2 separate regions of the Gossypium hirsutum genome follow, and region 1 is linked to region 2. Evidence: chromatin contacts called from public Hi-C data. All regions are on one chromosome and are shown on one strand. The core of a region is the stretch at or near the end of the contact, and the rest is flanking DNA. Distances in the headings are between cores, read along the strand shown.

Region 1 (4,091 bases), core at 1,058-3,557, 150 kb before region 2:
ATTGGGAGCCCATCATCTCCTGATGCCTTTGTTGGTCCCATGCTTTTCAAAGCTGCCCAAACTTCTTCCTCTGAATATTTTTCCAATAACCTTCATTATCATCGTTTGAGATACATCTTTCAATCCTAGAAAGAATGTGATCCAAGTTTCCAACACTCCTAAAGGAAAAAGGATTTTGAAAGAAACCCCTTGCAATCTCCTCCATTTCGCCCCCATCACTTGTCTCCCTCCCATCCTCATACGCCAAACTACGAATAGCATTTCTTTGTTTCCGGTTAGTAGCCTGGTTATGGAAAAATTCGTGTTTCTATCTCCGAGCTTAAGCCAATTAACTCGAGCCCTCTGCTCCTAGTATCTCTCATCCTTCTCAATTTCAAGGTTCAATTGGATCTTTGTGTCAATGAGCTCAGCTAGGTTCTCATCATCTCTCTCTTTAGCCATCAAATATTCCTATTTCGACGACAACTTCTTTTTCAAACCCTCTCTGTTTCTATTAATTGATCATACCCAAGAAGTCAACCCAGACTTTAAAACCTCCAACCTGTGTAGTAAATTACCTGAAGTAGATGACCAAACACGTTTAACCTCAGGTTCAAAAGATTCATCTACCACCCACTAAGCCTCAAAACGAAACCTCATATTCGACATGTAATTATTTCCTTGATCTGTTTGAATCAGTAAGGGACAATGATCAGAAAAAGAATGTGGTAAGTGCTAAATCACTGCAACTGGAAACATGTCTATCTACTCCGCATTTGCCACTCCCTTACCCAAATTCTCCTTAATATCCGTGTCCGGTAAATTACCCTTTTCCCATGTAAAGAAAACCCTCGAATAACCCACATCCATTAAATGGCATTCCTCCAGTACCCCTCTAAATGATATCATTCTCCCTTTATCCATTGGCACCCCTCCTACTTTCTCACAAGCATATAATATTTCATTGAAATCACCACATACCAACCATGGAAGATCTTGTTGACGCCTTAAGCCTCGTACCACATTCCAAGAGACATATCTTTTACGGGCATAAGGATTATCATAAAAACCCGTGAACCTCCACTGTTTACCTATCTCATTGTCTATAACCTTAGCATCAACATGATTCCTAGAAAAACTTCGAAGCTTAATTGTAGTGTCCCCTTTCCATGCCAAACACAACCCTCCTCTTGACCCATCTGCAGCAACATCTATACCATTAAAAAAACCACATCTTCTTCTCACTCTTTCAATCTGATCCTTACTTAACTTTGCCTCTACAAAGAAAACCACTTGGGGATTATACACCTTCAGCATGTACCGAAGTCTTCTTACAGCCCGTGGACTCCCCAATCCACGGACGTTCCAACTTATGATTTTCATTGCGACCGGTCAACTTGCCCCTTAGCAGCTGCCAATAAAAAGTGATTTTGTCCTACCACCCTCCTTTCCCGAACAACCAAAGTACCCAACTCCTTATCTCCACTCGAACTTATACCCTCCCTTCTAGGCCTCTTTTTTCCATCCCCACCCTCTATAACACAATCTTCTGAATCATGCTTCATATCCACTTAATCCTGAATTTTCACTGACTCCCTATCAAGGCTTAAAGATAAATTGATATCTCCTTCCAAGTTCACTCCCAATATAGGATCAATATGAGAGCCAACTTCTCCCCTTCCTCTCATTCCCCCTTACTCCAACTAGAAACATTATTACCAAACCGACTACCCCCTTTTATTCTTTCGTCCTCATCACGTAACCAAACATTACTTATGGCAAGAGCTTTCCTAGACTGAGCTTTCAACGACATATCCCAACTGAACTCTGCAACCTCAACCCTCAATGACATTTTTGCTTGATAGAACGAGCCGTTATGCCCTAACTTTCCACAAAAGAAACAAAATAGAGTCAATCTCTCGTATTTAAAAGAGACATAAAAACAGCTACCAGACGCGAACATCACTTTCTTCTTTCTCTTTAAAAGGCGTCTAACATCCAATTGAACCTTTATATATAAGTAACTTCACAACCCTTTCCAAGAAAATCACCCAATTGTCTGGCCATAGCATCATAAAAGAAACCCGGGGGCACATCATGAACCTGTACCAAAAAATTCACAAATATTAAAGGTACCCTCTTCAAATCTTCTCTCAATTTCATTCAATGTAACAACAGTAGATGATTATTAAAAGTCCACGGAAACCAGCACCCTCTCCATATCCATTTTATGGAAAAACTTCTCATAGCCGGGAAATAAAAAATGCTTGCCATTAGAAAACAACCTATCAAATAATATATACTTTATCAAAGAAATATAATATATTTTAATTGTTACACGCTATCATCCCTATATCGCACGAAAGAAAACTATGTATCGCAGGAAAAGAAAAAGAAAATTGATTTCCAAATTAGCAGATAATAGAATGGGAAGAAAAATATTTAGCAAAGGATAATATAAATAATAATTAATGTCCGTTTTTCTGAATCGTTTGTCTCGTCTCCTCCGTCCGCAATGCATCCCTAATCTGAGCAAAAGTATTTACGCGTTTTGCGTTGCTTAATTCCTTATTATCCATTCCCTTTTCTCCTTTTCTTTCCTTATTTATATTTCCTTTTCTCACTATTTTCCTCTCCAATTTTCCTTCTTTCATTTCTCTCCAAATTTTCCCAACAATGGAGTCCGTCGATCTTCACGAAACCACCAATGCCAACCACGTTGACCACGGCTGGCAAAAGGTCTCTTATCCCAAACGTCAACGCAAGACCAAGCCCAACGCCGATCCCAACCTCCCCCGTCCTAACGGAACCCTAACTAATGGCTCCGCCAGCGTTTTCCATTCCCTCGAGCAACAGTCCGATGATCGCCGTCGTCGGATTGTTGAAGCTCAAAGAGCTTACGCTGCTGCTGCCATTGATGCCGATGCCAAGCATAAGCCTAAAAGATCGGTCATCGATGATTCCGACGATGACGATGGCAGTGATCTGGATGGCCTTAAACCTAACGGGAAGCCAGCAGATGAGGAGAAGAAGGCGAAGCAAAAGAAGCCGAAGAAGCCTAAGGTTACGGTTGTAGAAGCCGCTGCGAAGATCGATCCCACTGATCTCTCTGCTTATTTCGCTGTAAGTGTACCAAGATGATAAATTTGATTGTCTTTTGCTTGGATAACTGGATTCATTATATAAATATTTTTAATTTGTCTGGGGAATTAGGAATGGAATGGCGAACAGCAAGAAATTCAAATGCAGAAGTTTGCGGATTACTATGGTAAGGTATTTCAGCTAGTGGTAGCGGGGCAGTTTCCTTGGTTGAAGCTTTTCAGGGAGAGTACCGTTGCCAAGCTTGCTGATGTGAGTGTTTTTTTTTCTTTGTGTGTGTGTGTGCGCGCTCTGGGTTTATTATTATTATTTTATTTGATCACAATTTGAATTTGTTGATTATGTTAGCTAGATTGGAGGAATGGAGGAGGTTTTAACGCATTAATTTCTTGCATGATTGAGTGTTCAAATTGAGAACTTTTTGCCAAAGCTCGATTTGTGGTTTGACCAGATTAACGGGCTATCATCCATGGTTTTGCCAGGAATGTGATTGGAATTTTTAGTTTTATTTGAGTAATCATAAATAATTGCACTGATTTATGATTTTCCATTGCGCCATCTCAACTTTTGATATTATGTTAGTTTTAACATTTAAAATTATCCTACAATTCTTTTTATTTGAAGAAACATATCTTTTTGAATTGACCTTAAACTTTTTTCTCATGTTGTTTAAACTTTAATTGTTATTCTAAGGTTCTTTCCATCTGTCATTTTCAGACCTTTCTATGTGATGTCTTCACTGTCGTTATTGTGCTTACTCTTTTTTTTCAGATGTCAATTAGATTCCTTTTGTTCTCTATTGATCGTTGCTTAACTTTGTATTATATATTTTATTTTTCTGACCAAAGTGAATTTGTCCTTCAACAGATACCACTTTCACATATTTCTGATGCTGTTTATAAGACCTCAGCTGACTGGATAAGCCAACGATCCCTTGAGGCACTTGGTTTCTTTGTATTATGGTCTTTAGACATCATTCTTGAGGACTTGGCGGCCCAACAAGCAGGTGCTAA
Region 2 (3,950 bases), core at 1,227-3,726:
AAAGCTTTCCTTTCAGCTTTTAATGCTGATTTCAACTTGTCAACAGTCAGTACCCCATCACCACCCTCAATGTCACTGAAAACACTTCCATCCAAGGAATCTTCGGTTCCGGATTCTTTTCTGTCAAGCAATAACAATTTCTTGTGCAACAGATGGAGACTGTCGATGGAAGTCGGTGTATCCGGAACTTTATCTTCCTCAATATCATTAAGCTCTGAAGATAATGATAGATGGTTTTTCATTGGTTGGTCACTAGTCTCACTCTCAAATGTTGCAGTTTTAAGCTGCTGCATTGTTTCTTCCTCAACATCCTTGGAGCCTAATGTAAAGGAATCCAAGATTAACAACACCTCAATAAACAAAATTCTTAAATTAAAAGACATTTTAAATTTGGAATTAAGGTTTACCACGATCAGCATCTGCATGTAATTCAGAACTGGTTGAGGGATCTCCTTGTGTGCATTCATATAAATGTTGTATTTGAATATCTTCAATTGTTTCATTAAACTGCACAACATCTGTCCCTATTGATATTGCTGAAGACATTGCAAAAAACTTTAGTCTTTAATAGTTCAATAATAGGCATTTGGTAAAAATTTATATCAAATTGGATTAAGCAAGTACCTTGATTAACATCTAAATCGATTTCCTCTTCTCTTGTTGTGGCATTTGGTTGAACATCATCAGCTTCATTCAAGGAGGGCATATTTGCTTGAGTGGTAGCAACATGTTGATCATCTTCCTTCTCCATCAAATCTAGCTCCACTGCAGGAGTTGAAAAGCCCTCCTTGCCATTAGGCTCCATTGGTTCATCCACTGCATCAATGGTTTCCTCTTCACTCACATGGGGTGAAAGGGGTGTCACTTTCTCCGCTGAACTGCAACCATTCTCCACAACCAACTCCACTCGTGTCCCAGGTTGCTGCAAATCAAAGTCCAAAATAACATCTCCAGTACCAGCAACGTCTTCATCTTCCTCTGTGAACTCGTATATTTTTTGGCTTCTCATAGCAGTAGAATCCATCAATTCAACTGGAATCAAATGGCAGTCATCCCCCCCGATATAAAACTCCAGATGCTTGTTCAGAATTTCAGGAGACTCCTCTTTGGCACAAGTGACTTGAGTTAACCCCTGGTCAGCCATTGACACAGTTAAGTCTCCTTCATCCACTGAAGATTGATCTTTCTCTATAACCACATCGTCTTCATCTCCATTAGCAGCCACTTGGTTGCAATCAAAACTAGAAACAAAATATGAAAACTCCTCTTTTTCCACTTCCCTTGGTTCAATACCTTCATCATCAGAAATGATGCCAACTCTCTTGTTTTCTTCAATCATCTGTTCATCTTTATGATCACCAGCCACAAAATCTGATCTGATTCCATCTGAAGCATTACCCTCATCTGCAATAATACCCTCAACTTTTTCTCCACCTTCAGTGATTAAATTTCCTTCCTGGGGATAATCCAAAACCTCCCAGGAAGGTTTAATCATGAAACAAGGAAGATTCCACTTTTTCTCCACCATGACACCACAACAAGAACACTTGAAATCCTCATCGCCGTTTTCCATCACTTCATCATCACCATTCTCCGACGGCGACGAGGACAAGCAATCCTCACACATATCTCGAGATTCAGAGAGTTTCCGATGATTTGAACAAAAACCCAATTTAGAAATCTCATTGGCATGATCATCACACACAAGATCTCTATATGATTTGTACTTTGATGGCTCAAAGATATGATCAAGCCTAGAACACCAAAGGCAGGGCCTTTTAAGACCAAAGTAATCAGCAAACTTGATGATCAGATAAGAAAACAGTGAATTCAAAAGGAGGAGAACGATCAGAATCCATTCTAGTAAGACGTAGACAAGAATAAGAGTGATCCTATTAGTGTTTTTATGCAACATGGTAGCAAATTTGTTGGCAGCCATTAATGATGCTCTGTGTTTTCTGCTATGTACAGAGAGGAGAAAAGGGACAAAACAGAAACAAAAAAAAAAAAAGAGAAGAAGTTGTTAGATAAGAAGAAGACGAAAGAGCTTAAGATAAAAAGAGTTATGGAGAATGAAAAAGAAGTGACATTGAAATGGTTTTTCAATAAGGGAGAGAAGAATCGGAAAGTCTAAAGAAATGGGTATTATATTTTTTCAGACTTGGAAATCATAAAAGGCGGTTTTGAATAGGAAAGTGACAGCCAAAGAAGACTGAAACCCTGAGGAAAATCAACCCATAGAAATCATTTTCCACAAAAACAAAAATAAAAACTAAAAAACATTGAAAAAGGTTTGAGTCAGAGTAAATAAAGGAATTTATTTTCCTTGGTTGTTTTTTTGACAGAATTAAGCAACTATTGGGATCTTAAACAACTAAACTGATATTTGTTTTAAGTGATAAATTTTCATTTAGCTTAAGCTTAAGGTTGATGCCAATGGATTAATGGAAGGGGTAGAGGTAGCCAGCTATGGCAGCCCCCACCCTTACAGTCCCTCCAGTCTGGTGTTGTTTTGTTTGGGACAAAGAAAATGGGAGGCCCCACCAACCTTACCAATGGGTTGGTGGAGACCACTCTCAAAGTTAAAAGTGGGCTCCATTTAGGACAGGTTGCTGCTGCTTCATGTTCTTCCTGCTCCTTTTAACTCTGTTTTTCGTGGACACTATTTATCCTTTTTATCTCTGCCATACTATTCCTTTGTGTGAGAAAAGAAATGGACTCTTGAATTTCAGTTTCTAGCTTTGGATTCCTTAAACTTGCTCTTCTTTTCTTTTATTTTCTTTTCTTTTTTTCTTCAAAATTTACAAGTATATTTACCTATACTGCTATATACTAGATATTTTATCAACTACAGATAGATGAATAATAAAAGTAAAATGCATAAAAATATTAAAATAAAGTTTTAATTAAATGGTAAATTAAAATTTTATTAATATATTTAGTATGTATAATTTTATTGGATTTCTTAAAAATAAAAACACTAAATTAGCTTACAACCTATAATGAAATTAAGTTATTTTGATTCTCAACCTATTATTGTTCACATTCTCAAATAGTTTAAGGATATAATAATATACCTATAATCTTATTACCATGTATTCTTAAATTATAGGCGTAAACTTAAATTTTGAATCAACTTACTATTTATTTTTATTATTTTGATCAATTTAATATTTTTATTTTCAAATAAAATTTTATTCTAACTAAAAAAAAACTCTAACCCTCAAAAAGAAAATCTCTTTTTGTTAACAGTAAATTTCATAAATTATTATAATTATAATTTATAATTTTTTTCAACATTATATATTTACTTATTAGCAAACAATTTGTAATAAAAATAAGAATTAGAATAATTTAACATAATCTTATGAAAATTGAGATTAAAATATAATAAAAAAAACTAAATTTATTTGTATAACAAAAAGAATTTAATAAAATATGCTTTTAAATAACCTTATATGTCTATAAAGAAATATTTGAATATTATTTTCCATCTAAATACATTAAAGAAAGTAGTGTAATATATTCAACATTTGATCCTATGTATAATTTCTTTTTTACGAATGCCAACTAAATTTTACAATATAATTTTGTTTACCTAAAGGTTATTGCACTTAAAAGAATAAGAGAAATATTATCCAAACTCTAACTGATCATTTAATTTAACGATTGAGGAATGTATTTTTATGTTAAGAAATATCGAAAAGAGAAATAGTAATAGTAATTATAGTAATAAAAATCATGTGATTTATTTGTAGATTATTTTATTCTCAATTTCAGTTACCGTAATACGAATTTTAGAAACTTCCAATATAGATAAGAAAATGATCTGGATTTCAATAAAATAATGAATTAAAAATAAATACATGTTTATTTACTAAGTTTGTTATAAATTAAGATAAATATTTAAATAAAATTATTGATATTTATTTACAAAATTTTCATATTTT

The links. Hi-C and Micro-C count contacts between places; a contact is called where the count stands out from the background.
Region 1: a contact with region 2 is called in a Hi-C map of leaf, with 3 times the contacts expected there. The contact joins the promoter of LOC121213667 here to the promoter of LOC121213665 in region 2. A contact is called at or near these places in 2 of 34 Hi-C or Micro-C datasets (both in leaf).

Annotation. Positions count from the first base shown.
Region 1 is chrD01:46,385,254-46,389,344 of Gossypium_hirsutum_v2.1, reverse strand. LOC121213667 reads left to right here and starts at 2,307. Exons shown (of 10, transcript XM_041086549.1): 1 at 2,307-3,102; 2 at 3,193-3,330; 3 at 3,946-4,091. The coding sequence starts at 2,656.
Region 2 is chrD01:46,239,932-46,243,881 of Gossypium_hirsutum_v2.1, reverse strand. LOC121213665 (myosin-binding protein 2) reads right to left here and starts at 2,476. Exons shown (of 4, transcript XM_041086545.1): 1 at 625-2,476; 2 at 408-536; 3 at 1-319. The coding sequence starts at 1,939.